Linked DNA regions of Sus scrofa: all the other regions are linked to region 2. A link is a contact called in public targeted proximity ligation data. All regions are on one chromosome and are shown on one strand. The core of a region is the stretch at or near the end of the contact, and the rest is flanking DNA. Distances in the headings are between cores, read along the strand shown. Region 1 holds the start of THUMPD1 (THUMP domain containing 1). Region 2 holds the start of DNAH3 (dynein heavy chain 3, axonemal). Region 3 overlaps DCUN1D3 (DCN1-like protein 3).

The links.
Region 1: a contact with region 2 is called in a targeted proximity ligation map of alveolar macrophages. A contact is called at or near these places in 1 of 5 promoter capture datasets (fetal liver), 1 of 47 Hi-C or Micro-C datasets (skeletal muscle) and 2 of 2 datasets of targeted methods (alveolar macrophages and skeletal muscle).
Region 3: a contact with region 2 is called in a targeted proximity ligation map of skeletal muscle, with 9 times the contacts expected there. A contact is called at or near these places in 12 of 47 Hi-C or Micro-C datasets (alveolar macrophages, embryonic fibroblasts, epiblast stem cells and 7 more) and 2 of 2 datasets of targeted methods (alveolar macrophages and skeletal muscle).

What each region holds. Positions count from the first base shown.
Region 1 is chr3:25,284,004-25,287,909 of Sscrofa11.1, forward strand. THUMPD1 (THUMP domain containing 1) reads left to right here and starts at 2,015. Exons shown (of 5, transcript NM_001244282.1): 1 at 2,015-2,347; 2 at 3,682-3,859. The coding sequence starts at 2,117. ACSM3 (acyl-coenzyme A synthetase ACSM3, mitochondrial) reads right to left here and starts at 60. Exons shown (of 14, transcript XM_021086514.1): 1 at 1-60.
Region 2 is chr3:24,909,193-24,913,298 of Sscrofa11.1, forward strand. DNAH3 (dynein heavy chain 3, axonemal) reads left to right here and starts at 1,968. Exons shown (of 66, transcript XM_021086503.1): 1 at 1,968-2,309. TMEM159 (a long non-coding RNA gene) reads right to left here and starts at 1,635. Exons shown (of 8, transcript XR_002342386.1): 1 at 1,482-1,635.
Region 3 is chr3:25,193,541-25,197,245 of Sscrofa11.1, forward strand. DCUN1D3 (DCN1-like protein 3) reads left to right here. Exons shown (of 4, transcript XM_021086516.1): 4 at 1-2,511. The region is part of intron 19 of REXO5 (putative RNA exonuclease NEF-sp); the gene reads right to left. Among named protein-coding and RNA genes, the nearest start is that of LYRM1, 43 kb to the left of the region's middle.

The DNA of each region.
Region 1 (3,906 bases), core at 765-3,264, 370 kb after region 2:
CTTGCTGTGGCTGCGGTGTAGGCTGGCAGCTGGAGCTTCGATTGGTCCCCTAGCCTGGGAACTTCCATATGCCGTGGGTGTGCCCCTGAAAAGGAAAAAATAAAGAAGTTAATGATTTTCATACACCACAGGTTTTGGGGAGGCTGGGGAAGTAATGCATTTACATGGAGGGAAAGTGTCCATGGAGCTCCTGGAGAGGTTAGTCCTGTTTACAGGTGATTGTGTTTAGGGTGCAGTTAAGCCAGGGAGAAGGACAAGGAAAGTCTCTAAGCTGTTCAGTTTTAAAGTATTCATTTCTAAAAGAAGCATAGGGATCTAACTTTTTTCTTGGGTGTATAAGATGCCTATATTATTACGTGTATTCCTTGAGAGGGAACCAGGATCCTGCCTCAAGGCTGTACAGTTGCCTGACTGTTCCTCCCCTCCCTGATCAGTAACTATCTGACCATGTCCCTATAGGAACTCAGGGAAGGTCATGGTAGCTGAGTAAGACTCATTTCCTAAGAACAAGAAATGGGGTACACAAAAAGGCTTTTGCACCCAGGAGCCCCACAGTCCGGTTTCGCTATCACTTTATCGATCATTTTGGGAGCTGAATTCAGTTGAAAAACTTTGAGCACCTACTATGGGCTAGGCACTATGCTAGGCACTGAGGATGAAAAGAAAAACTAAACAATTTCAGCGAGCTCTCTCTGTGCCTCCTGACACCACAGCAAGGCCAGTGTAATGAGACTTCTTTTCACAAGCAACTGAGGACCTCCAGAAATAGATGCTGCACAATCTCCACCAATGACATTTTGAAAAGTAAAGGCGGAAGCAAAGGTGAAAGCCAAAAATAAGATTTTTGGATATAATGGTCAATCTGGGGTTAGAATAAAAGATGACTTTCAGTTCAATGACCCTTTTGCAGATTACTTCCATTGGAATTTGTGGGAACTCAAATCTGGCAACAACTTTTGTACTGGAGCAGTAGTTGAGGGTGAGTGCTGCCCACCATAGCTGTTAACCAAAGGTCTTTGCAGCCATCAGCCACTGCATCCACTGGATGGTGAGCCCTGAAGAAACTCAGGATGGAAACAGAATGCCAGCCATCAAACCATCAGACACTGTAGCCACCAACTCCCACCTGTTCCTCCCCCCCCCCCAGTGTACCCTCAAGAGACTCCGGATGAGAAAGCACAGGACACTGGCCCTAGATAGCTGAGGTGCATATCAAAGGAATGATTTCAGTGAACCCTGACTCTTGCATTTCCCATACATGGAAAAGCACTAAATCCCTTAACCAGAAATAATCTTTTGATGTTCATACTATCTGGTCTTGGTTGCAAAAACTCCTATATATCCTGACTCCTCTCTTACCTCTTTGGAGCAGTCCTTAGAGTTATCAGATAGGCTGTGTCCTGGGCTTAAGACCTGAGTGTTGTCCGCATAATAAAGCATGATTCTCATCTTTTAGGTTGTGCTCCCCCCACCCCCAGTCAATAGTAGGGAGCATTTATTCCTCCTGAACACAGTCTTCAAAAGTGGCATCTTTTCAGTTTAAAAAAGATAACACATTATCATGATAGTTGCTGAGGCTGCGGATAAAAGCACAGAGAAAGCAGTGTGAAACACTTATACAAACCACTATTCTTAGTTCTAAGTCATATGGAAACAAGTTCTGGCAAATTTAGGCTAGAAAGGATTTTATTGGAAGCTTTTGGGAAGTTGACAGAATTATAACGACGGCGGGAGGAACAAGTGCCACGGAGGGTAAGAGACTCTAGGCGGCTGGAACCAGCATCAAGGTTCTAGAAAGCGCCCCACCACCAGTTTTGGAATCTGGACAGCAGGAATACGCTGTCACCAGAGACGGGCCACTTCTCCAGTAAATCACCTCCTTCCGGTGGTGAGGTGAAAGCGACTAGCTGTCAATCATCGCCGGGGACGGACCTCACGCCACCACTCTGCAGCCTTCCGCCGCGGGCTTTAGGACCCTGTAGTCGGAAGGAGGCTTGGCGGAAGGACTTCTAGAGGTCGTCGCGCACACATGACATAAGCAGCCCGCGCCTGCAGAGGTGAGGGCGCCAGGCCCGCGGAGAAGCACGTTGCCCGCCTGCTTCAGTTCTCAAGCACTATGGCGGCCCCCGTCCAGCAGCCTCTTCAGCCTGGTGGCGGGAAGCGCAAGGGCAAGGCTCAGTACCTGCAGGCCAAGCGGGCTCGGCGCTGCGAAGGCGGCGGGCCCCGGCAGTTGGAGCCGGGGCTACAGGGCATTCTCATCACCTGCAACATGAATGAGCGCAAGTGTGTGGAGGAGGCCTACAGTCTGCTCAACGAATACGGCGACGACATGTACGGGCCAGAAAAGGTACCGGCTCGGGGAAGAGCAGGCGGACCAAGCGGCCTTTCAGGGAGGAGGAAAGGGTGGCAGGCCAGCTCCTGTATACGCATGCGCGAGTTTAGCCGCACCCGTAGCGATGAGGGGGCGTGGTTTGCCTCTGTTCCCCTAGGAGCCCCAGGGTGCCTCGGTTCCCCACCTCTACCCGGTCCTGTGCTTCAAATTCTAGCGCTTTGGGCGTTTCCCGCCTCTTCGTTAATCACGATGGTGGCTCCAATTTATAGATTGCTTTTTGCGGTTCAGACTTTGTTTCTGAAGACCTTTCAGAAACGTGTACGTCTCGCGGTAACCTCGTGAAGTATTGCTCACGAGGACACAGGTTCATGTAGGTTAGGTTCTAGGTGGTTCAAGTTCTCAAGGGCACAAACTTCATTCGTCCTTACGGTTTCTGCTATCTTACTACCGTTTAAACATTGCGACTGTTCTAATGTGTTAGTCTTCAGCAATAACATCTCTGAAATAGTGGTTTTAGTACTAGTCTAATAGTTGCTTCTCAAATAGATATAAAAATACATTTCAAAAAGTAAAAACTTTTGTAACAGTACCGTCTAAAATCTAATTGTCCCATCACAGTTTGGAAATAATATTATTGGCGTAGGATTTGGACCCATGCACACATGCACACCCCAAGGAATTAAACGGGAGGGGGTTAAAATTCAGAGGATTGTCATTTACTAGCTCAGTTGGATGGGCTTGTCATTTAATTCTGCTGAGCTAGATAAAAAAGAGAATAATGATAGGACTTTGAAAGATTGGCTAAAAGGTTGCTTATGGACACAAAATAACATCCTGGTATGCAACAAAAGCTCCATAAATGTGTAAAATTACCATTAGTGCCTGATTGGCAACCATGTTAGTGGGGCAGAGAACTGGGCAATAAGTGTATGTCTTGTCTGTACTGATACCTTGAGCAAGGTCTCAAACTTTTTCTGTACTGGATACCACAGTAGAACAGGAGTAAGGATTTTTAACTTCATAACTATTTGGTTTAATCTCACGAAAGTGTGGTGTCATGTCAGGCACAAAGGTATCTTTTGATGGGATTAAGGTCCACCCTGAAATGATTCATCTGGTGAGCACATTTCACTCTGTCCCAGACTGTCAGGGTTTTGAAAGCGTTTTCAAATTGTATGTACCTCAGTCTGAGGGAACTCCTTTCTTCCTCCACATTTTGGCAGGAGTGATGTCTTAATAAAGAGCTTTCTTGTCAATATTGAGTCCTCTGCCACTGGGTTTCATAGAAGTAGTGACAGTTTTAACACGGGCTGTTGTGGCATTTCTGCTCATTAGTTTTATGCAAACAGTTTTCAGACAAGGATCAGCAACCCTCAGGGAGTGAGGGAGAAGACGATGATGATGTGGAGGCTGCCTTGAAGAAAGAAGTTGGTGACATTAAGGCATCCACAGAGATGAGGTTAAGAAGATTCCAGTCAGTGGAGAGTGGAGCAAATAATGTCGTCTTCATCAGGACTCTTGGCATAGGTGTGTCTGACTAATACACCTTAAGATTATTGATCCCATAATATCTG
Region 2 (4,106 bases), core at 718-3,217:
TACTTTATTATTTCCCAGAACAACTGTAGGGCTGGACATAGAGATATCTTTTCCATTTCTTCCTTAAAACTGATCTCCTGACCCATACCACAAATGCCTAAAAGATTCTGCCACAGTGAACAAAATTAAGAGATACATTTATTTACCACACTGAACATCCCACATGCTAATCATGTGAGATGGGAAGAGGTAGCACCTAATATCTACAGGGTCTAGAAGCAAATTAAAGTACATTTTAATCACCCTGGGTAGAGATTCTCTGCTATAATCCCTTTTGTGAAAAAGGAATCCCCTGAACAGAGGAGAACTAACCCCTCTCTTCCCATATTGTCTCAGAAGCTGTAGTTGGCACCGACTTGAATTTGCGATGCCCCCAGTACTCAGTTCCTCTAATCTCAAATCTGCAACAGGCAGAAACAAGCCCAGCTCCCTTTAATGGTCTCCCAGGGCCTTGGGAACCCAAGGTCCACTCGGACCGGTTTGGGGAGTCTAATGGGGCAAGAGTGGGTAGAATCCCACAGACACAGCAATTCCCAGATCCCCTAGTCACTTACTCCTCGGATGGGCCTCCGCAGGCACTGAGAAGTCTCCGGAGGGAAGATTTAACCCCTTACACTGCGTAGGACACAAGTTCCCCGCCTTCTCCGCGCCTTCCGGGCTGAGCCAGAACACCAGCTAACCCACCCTCGCTTCTACAGCCCGCCGCCCCTCCACGACAAAAGCCCCCAACTCTTCCATCCCTGCCCCTCCCGGGGCAAACGGAAAACCTAAACGTTCCGGCTGGGGGGAGGGGGGGCTCCGCATCCAGGGCTGGAGGAAGGAAACCTGGGGGCAGCCTCGAGGGGATCCAGGCCTCCCGCTCCTCACGTGGTTCCAATCTCCCCGCCTTCGAAGACGCGAAAGGGGGCAGGCGCCCAGTTTCTTAGGATCCAAAGGGAGGGGGGAAGGGGGATGATGAAGGTAGAGAAGGGGGTCTGCACCCGAAAGGGCACCGAGGCAGGGAAATGGGAGCTCAGGAGGGAGTCGAGTACCTAGTCATTAATTTGGGGAGAATAATCCACCTTTGGAACTTGGAGTTCCTACCAGCACTGACGGGAAAGGTGGGTCCACGTTAGAGAAGAACCTGATAAGGAGGAGGGCATCTGTGTTCATTAATTCTAAAGAGGGGGTTTGGAGACTTCCCAACCAGGTTTCCCAAGAAAGGGCAGGGTCTCCGGGCTGGGATAGGGAAGACAAACCTTTCACAAAACGTAGCAGGTGTGGATAAAGCGTGTGTGTGCGTGCGTGTGTGTGTGCGTGTCTGTCCCCCGAGGGCTCGGAGGGATGGGACAATAACCAAACCGCAGACTGAAGGGTTTAAGTCCTGGGACGCCAGCTACCTTCTCAACCCACCGCCCCCGCGCTCTGCCGTTCGTCCCGCCCCGCGAAGTCTAGCCAGTCAGGGCCCTCAGTTTCCCCGCGCCCCAGCAGCCAGCTCTCACCTGCTCCTGTCAGCCGCACCTCTTATACTCTGCAGGCGGAGCAGAGTGTGCCCGGAGCGGGAAGAGGAAGCAAAACGCAGGAAAGAGGAGCGGGAAGAGGAAGCGAGAGGCGGGGCGAGGAGCTGGAGCTCGCGCCCTCCCACCCCCTCCGCGGCCCCGCCTCGCACCTCCCTTCCCCTCCCCTCCCTCCCCTCCGCGGCCCGGCCTCGCGCCTCCTCGCCCCTCCCCTCCGCTCCGCGGCCCCGCCTCGCGCCTCCCTTCCCCTCCCTCCCTCCTCTCCGCGGCCCGGCCTCGCGCCTCCTCGCCCCTCCCATCCGCTCCGCGGCCCCACCTCGCCCCTCCCCTCCCCTCCCCTCCCTCCCCTCCCTCCTCCCTCCCCTCCCTCCCCTCCGCGGCCCGGCCTCGCGCCTCCTCGCCCCGCCCCTCCTCTCCGCGGCCCCGCCTCGCGCCTCCTCGCCCCGCCCCTCGGCTCCGCGGCCCCGCCTCGCGCCTCTCCTCTGCTCTGCTCTTCTGGGCTCACCGGGCCCAAGGTCCCAACGACCACGCGGAGGCGCTGCAAGCTGCGGCGTGGCGGCCAGAGCATAGCGCCGGGTGGCCACAGCAAAGTGCGCGGAGTCCCTCAGCCTTTCGGAGCTTCTCGGACGGGCGTTGAGTGAGGAGCTCGTGAGGAAACTGAGGCTCTGAAAGAGCTGCCCTTCCACCTCAGGCAGGTGGACTGGCGCGTGAGAATGGGCTTTCTCAGGATCATAGGGCTTCCGCTGCCTAAATACCATGAACCAAGTCTTTTGGAGGCATCTCTGGAGCTCAAGACAGACAAGTGACAGTGACGTAAGTACGACTTTGACTGGAAGGTTTTAACTGCTACTTTTCAAATGCAAATGTCATGACCCAGCGACATCCTTAAAAATGGGTTAGATTAGTGTTTCCATTTTATACATGAAAAAGTCTAATCCCAAATCCTCCGTTTCAAATCAGAGCCAGAACACATGGTCCCTGACCCGAAATCCAACCCATACAGCAGGGTTTCTCAGCTGGACATCACTGCTGATATTTTGGTCAAGAAGATTCTGTGTTGAGGGGGCTGTCCTGTGTATTGTAAGATGTTTAGCAGCATCCACGGCCTCAACCCACTAGATGCCAGTAGTACTTTCCTTCCTAGCAGATGACCAAAAATGTCCCCAAACATTAGCAGATGTCCCCTGGGGGGCACAGTTGTCTAGGTTGAGAACAACTGCCATAGGACATACTGGTAAAGACCATGAACTGGGGTCCAGCAGTCCCGGGCTGTGGTCCCAGGTCAGACTTTTACTGTGTAACCTTAGAGGAATTATCTCTCTGAGCTCAGCTTCGTCTGTGAAAGGGAGAGGGGGATAGACTTGAGGACTCAGGCCCTTTCCATCCAGGGACCTGTTTTCATCCATCTCTCCTCTGTGACTCGTGTCCATAGCAACCTGGAAAATAACTCTTTAGGAAAGAGAAAAGCAATCACAGGTTTGTAGTTAGGGCTGGTGAGTACAATAATGGCTGTGAAGAACTTAGCACCTATCTGGCACATAGAAGGGACTAAAAATATTTAATGTATTTGTTTTTCCTCCCTCATCATATCAAGTTTTCCTAGTTTATTTATTTTTATTTTTTATTTTTTTATTGTGGTATAGTTGACATATAACAAATATCAGGTGTGCAACATAATGATTTGATATTTGTGTACATTGCAAAATGATCACAATAAGCCTAGTTAATGTCTGTCATCATGTATAGCGTTTTTTTTTTCCTTGTGGTGAGAACTTTTAAGATTTACTCTCTTAAAAACTCTCAAATATGCCATACAGTATTATTACCTATAATTGCCATGCTGTCTATTAATCCCCCTGACTTACTTATTTTATAACTGGAAGTCTGTACCTTTTGATTTCCTTCACTGACTTTGCCCATCCATCAATGATGTATTACTTCTACCAAGTAGTATTTCCAGAAATAATTAGGCTGGTGGATAGAGAAATAAGTTTAGGGGTCATAATAATAATAAGCTTAGGGTCCTCTCTTCCTCCACCACATCCAGGAAAGAGGGAGCTAGTGGTGACGATAGGAGGACATAGGCAGAAATGTCTTCCTAAATTCTCATGTTTCAGGCAGTCATGTCTGGTTTCATGCCTTTTTTCAACTGCAGTATGATGGATGCCCCCCCAGGAAAGGGTTGGTTGTTTTTTTGTTGATTTTGTTTTTCTTTAAAAGAAAACATTGCAACCCTCCTTCCCTGATGGGTGTCGCTTTGCAAAGCTGAATTGGGGCCTCCACTTAAAATTGTGTTCAAGGGTGCCATCTAGGGGGAACCTCTGTGAATCCTCTAATTCCTTCTACCTGTGGCTTTTTTGTAGCGTCCACCAGATTTTGCTTTCTTGAGTTTTTGGCTGCTTCCTCTACCACATTACATATTTCCTGATGGTTGGAATCTTAATATCTCTCCATAGCACAAGGACTTGGCCCTTGCTAACCATTCGATGGGTCAATAAAATAAATCCATGTGCAGCCTCGTCTACATCTTTCCACAATTAGTTACCCTGGCTAAGCCACTATTTCAAGCCTCAGGAAAGATCCTCCAGAAGCATTGGATTCTGAATAAGA
Region 3 (3,705 bases), core at 716-3,215, 280 kb after region 2:
TTGCTAGTATATCACAATACAGAGCTATAAAACAATATGGTACTAGCGTTAAGACAGAAGACAGAGACACAAGGCTGTTGTATACGTGGGCTGACATAATAAATAATGTAGGCTCTTTTACTGCATTTTAAGTAAGATAAATTGGATTAAATCTAAGTATTTGTGGGAAGAGTTACCATATGCTAAAATTTAAGTCCCAGGAGGAATAAAGGTATAAAAATTAAATCATTCAAAACTATATATATATATAAATGGATATTAAATTGCTCTCTGGTTATGTCAAGACTTTCTACCCATAAAAGCAAATAGAAAAAAATCATAACAAGAACAAACTTCTAAAACGTACTACCTTTAAAAACTAGGAACGTTTTTGCAATAATTGACAGGATACCTTAAAAAATAAGTATGGAAAAGAGAACAGAAACATGGGCAAAAGATATGGACAACTCACTAAAGAAAATTGGCCAAAAAGCTTCTGGAAAAAAGGATATTGAATCTTTCAACCTAAAGGGGATTCAAACAAACAGAAATTAAACCTATAATGAAACTTTTAACCTATCAAACTGACAAAGATATGAAACAAATTGATGCTAGCAAACACAAACTTTCCTGGAATTTAAAAAACTTTCAGTGGGAATTCCTGCTGTCACGCAGTGGGCTGATGATCCGACTTGTCTCTGGTGTTGCCAGTTTGATCCCCAGCCTGACACAGTGGGTTAAGGACCCGGTATCACCACAGCTGTGGCATAGGTCACAGATGTGACTGGGATTTGATCCCTGGCCTGGGAACTCCTAAATGGAGCAGGTGTGGATGAAAAAGCAAAAAAAATTAAATAAATTTTTAAAAAATCCCCCCCCCCAAAAATAAAACCTTCAGTGTTCATAGTCTTTAGACCAATCATTTCACTTCTAGGAATTTTTCCTCAAGAAATATTATCTGCCAAAGATGTGGCAAGGATATGACTGGCAGCATCATTTGGGAATAACTTCAGTGTTGACCACAGAGGACTGTTTTAGAAATTATGACACACATCAACACACTGGAATATTATGCAGCTATTAAAAACTGCTTTTGAATAATGGAAAGATTGTAAAATAGTGGCATTAGATGTAATTTTAACTTTTTTGGATTTTTCAGGTTTCTATTACTGGGTTTCCTTTATAATAGGGAAGGTATTACAAGGGGGGGAAGAAAAAAGGAAATGAAATTGAACATGGCTGAGTATCCTGAACAACCCAACCCCACTATGGGTGAGGAGGCCAGAGAAGTTGGGGAGTAGTACGTTCAAAGCCTAAACCAAGAGTTCTGTGAAAATCTTTCAAGTTGCTTTTTTCCCCTAAATGAAAAGCTGCTTCTCCAGCAGCTGCCTTGGCAGCTCTGCACTGGCTGTCTAGAAGGGTGTGGGAGGAAAAATGCACAAACGCACTTATGAATGGAATGTGTGTTTTGCAAGAGGCCAAGTTGGCAGCTTTGGCTTCCAAAAGACCGAGCATCAGCTGAAAGAACAGTGTGTGCAGACTGGGGCCTCAGAGACCTTATGGTCTGGGCCCATCTCTGCAGAGTTCTGGAGTGGGGGCCCATTGGGAAACTTCCAGCCCCACCCATTCAGGAAAAGAAATGGCTCTGACTAGTCCTAGGAGCAAAGGGAGTGCTTTTGGCACAGGGAGCCCTCATCTGCTCTATTATCCTGCAGTTAGAAGATGATCCTCAGTACAATGTAGGCTTTCCCTAATTTAATTCTTAAAACAACCTTGTTTAGTAAGTACTAATGTTGCCATTTTTACAATGAGGAAACTGAGGCTCAGAGAGGGAAAATAATTCATATCCAGATCACTATTTGGTCATTTTCCAAAAACTGAGTTTTTGAATAGTCATAATAATCCTTAAAAGTAGATATATCCCCACAGAGCTGTGTAAATGGACTTCAGGTTAAGTGACTTGCCCAGGAGCAGAGCTGAAGCACCAACCTAGGCAGACATTTATTTTGTCTCTCAGGACTGGAGTCTCATGAGGTAGACAGCAGCTAAGCTCCCACAGCTTTGGAACTCAGCTGCAGCAGGAAAGAAATCCTGCAACACGTTTGGTTTCAAGGTGTTCTCAGGACCTTGCAGCTGAGGTCAGCAGTATACCTGGGGAACTTGGCTCTTTACAAGGGAACTTCAAAAACTGTAGTATCTCAATTCCAAATCAAGCTCTTCAGTTTGGCCTCCTGGTTGCCAACTTTCATAGGGCCAGACTTTTTTTTTTTTTTTTTTGGTCTTTTTAGGGCCCCACCCACAGCACATGGAGGTTCCCAGGCTAGGGGCTGAGTCGGAGCTATAGCTGCCAGCTTATACCACAGCCAGAGCAATGCCAGATCTGAGCCACATCTGCCACCTACAAACCCACTGAGCAAGGCTAGGGATTGAACCTGCATCCTCATGAATACTAGTCAGATTTGTTTCCGCTGAGCCACAACGGGACCTCCCATAGGGCCAGATCTTAATAGAAGTTACATTTAAAAGGCTAAACACTGGGAATTCCTGTTGTGGATCAGTGGTAACAAGCCCAACTAGTATCCTGAGCTGCGGTGTAGGTGTAGGCCGCAGTTGTAGACTGGATTTGACGTGTAGCCTGGGAATTTCGATATGCTGCACATGCAGACCCCAAAAAAGCAGGAAAAAGAAAAAGAAAAAGTGAAACACTGCCTCAAATATCCAAATTTGCAAGTTACTTTTCAATAGAATGCTTTTTTCTAATTATAAAAGCAATATATGCTGATTTAAAAAAATACAGAAAAGCATTTGGTAAAATTCAATCTGCCAATCCCATTAGCTAGTGATAAATACTGTTCATATTTTGGCATATAAACTTCCAGATTTTGTTTCAAGCCCATGCATATCTTGGTATATTTTTTTTCTACAGAAATAGATTCACACTATACAGATATTCTGTAACTCTCCATGCTTTATACAACCTACAATATATTATGAATGCATAATCTCATCTTTATAACAATCCTAGTAAGATATGTACCATTACTATGTACCAAGCACAGAGATGTTAAATAACTTATTCAAGTTCCCACAACTAAAAAGTAGGAAAGCTGGGATTCAAGAGTCAGGGAGTCTGGATCTGGTCTTCTGCTGCTTCTTACAGATCTCTTTCACTAGAGATTTTATTTACACACGAACGCATTAATTTTAAAAATAATAACCACCTAGATTTACATTGTAATGACCCCATAATATCCCCTCTATACATGTTTTTGAGAAACTATCCTATTACTATAGGATAATTCTCTTGAAGTGGAATTGCGGGGTCCCAGCGTATAGAGCGATCTGTGAGGTTTTTTGTAATGATACGTACTGCATGCTGGACTAGTTCAGCTTTTCTGGAGTATAGCTAATATCTCTATCAGTTTCGGAACTGTGTGTACCTGTGCCCATGTCCTTTGCAATTTAGAATGTTGACAATTTGAGAGGTGATAAAAAGCAAAGGCTTTACTGAAAATGATACTTCCAGTTCTAAAGGGGAACTCTGATGTGATGGAGGCACCTATTGGTGAAACGTAACACTGCAGTCTCACTCTGAAGGGAAGGAAGTGTTCCTAAAAACTGAATTGAGGAGTTCCTGTTGTGGCTCAGTGGTTAACGAATCCCACTAGGAACCATGAGGTTTTGGGGTTTGATCCTTGGCCTTGCTCAGTGGATTAAGGATCTGGC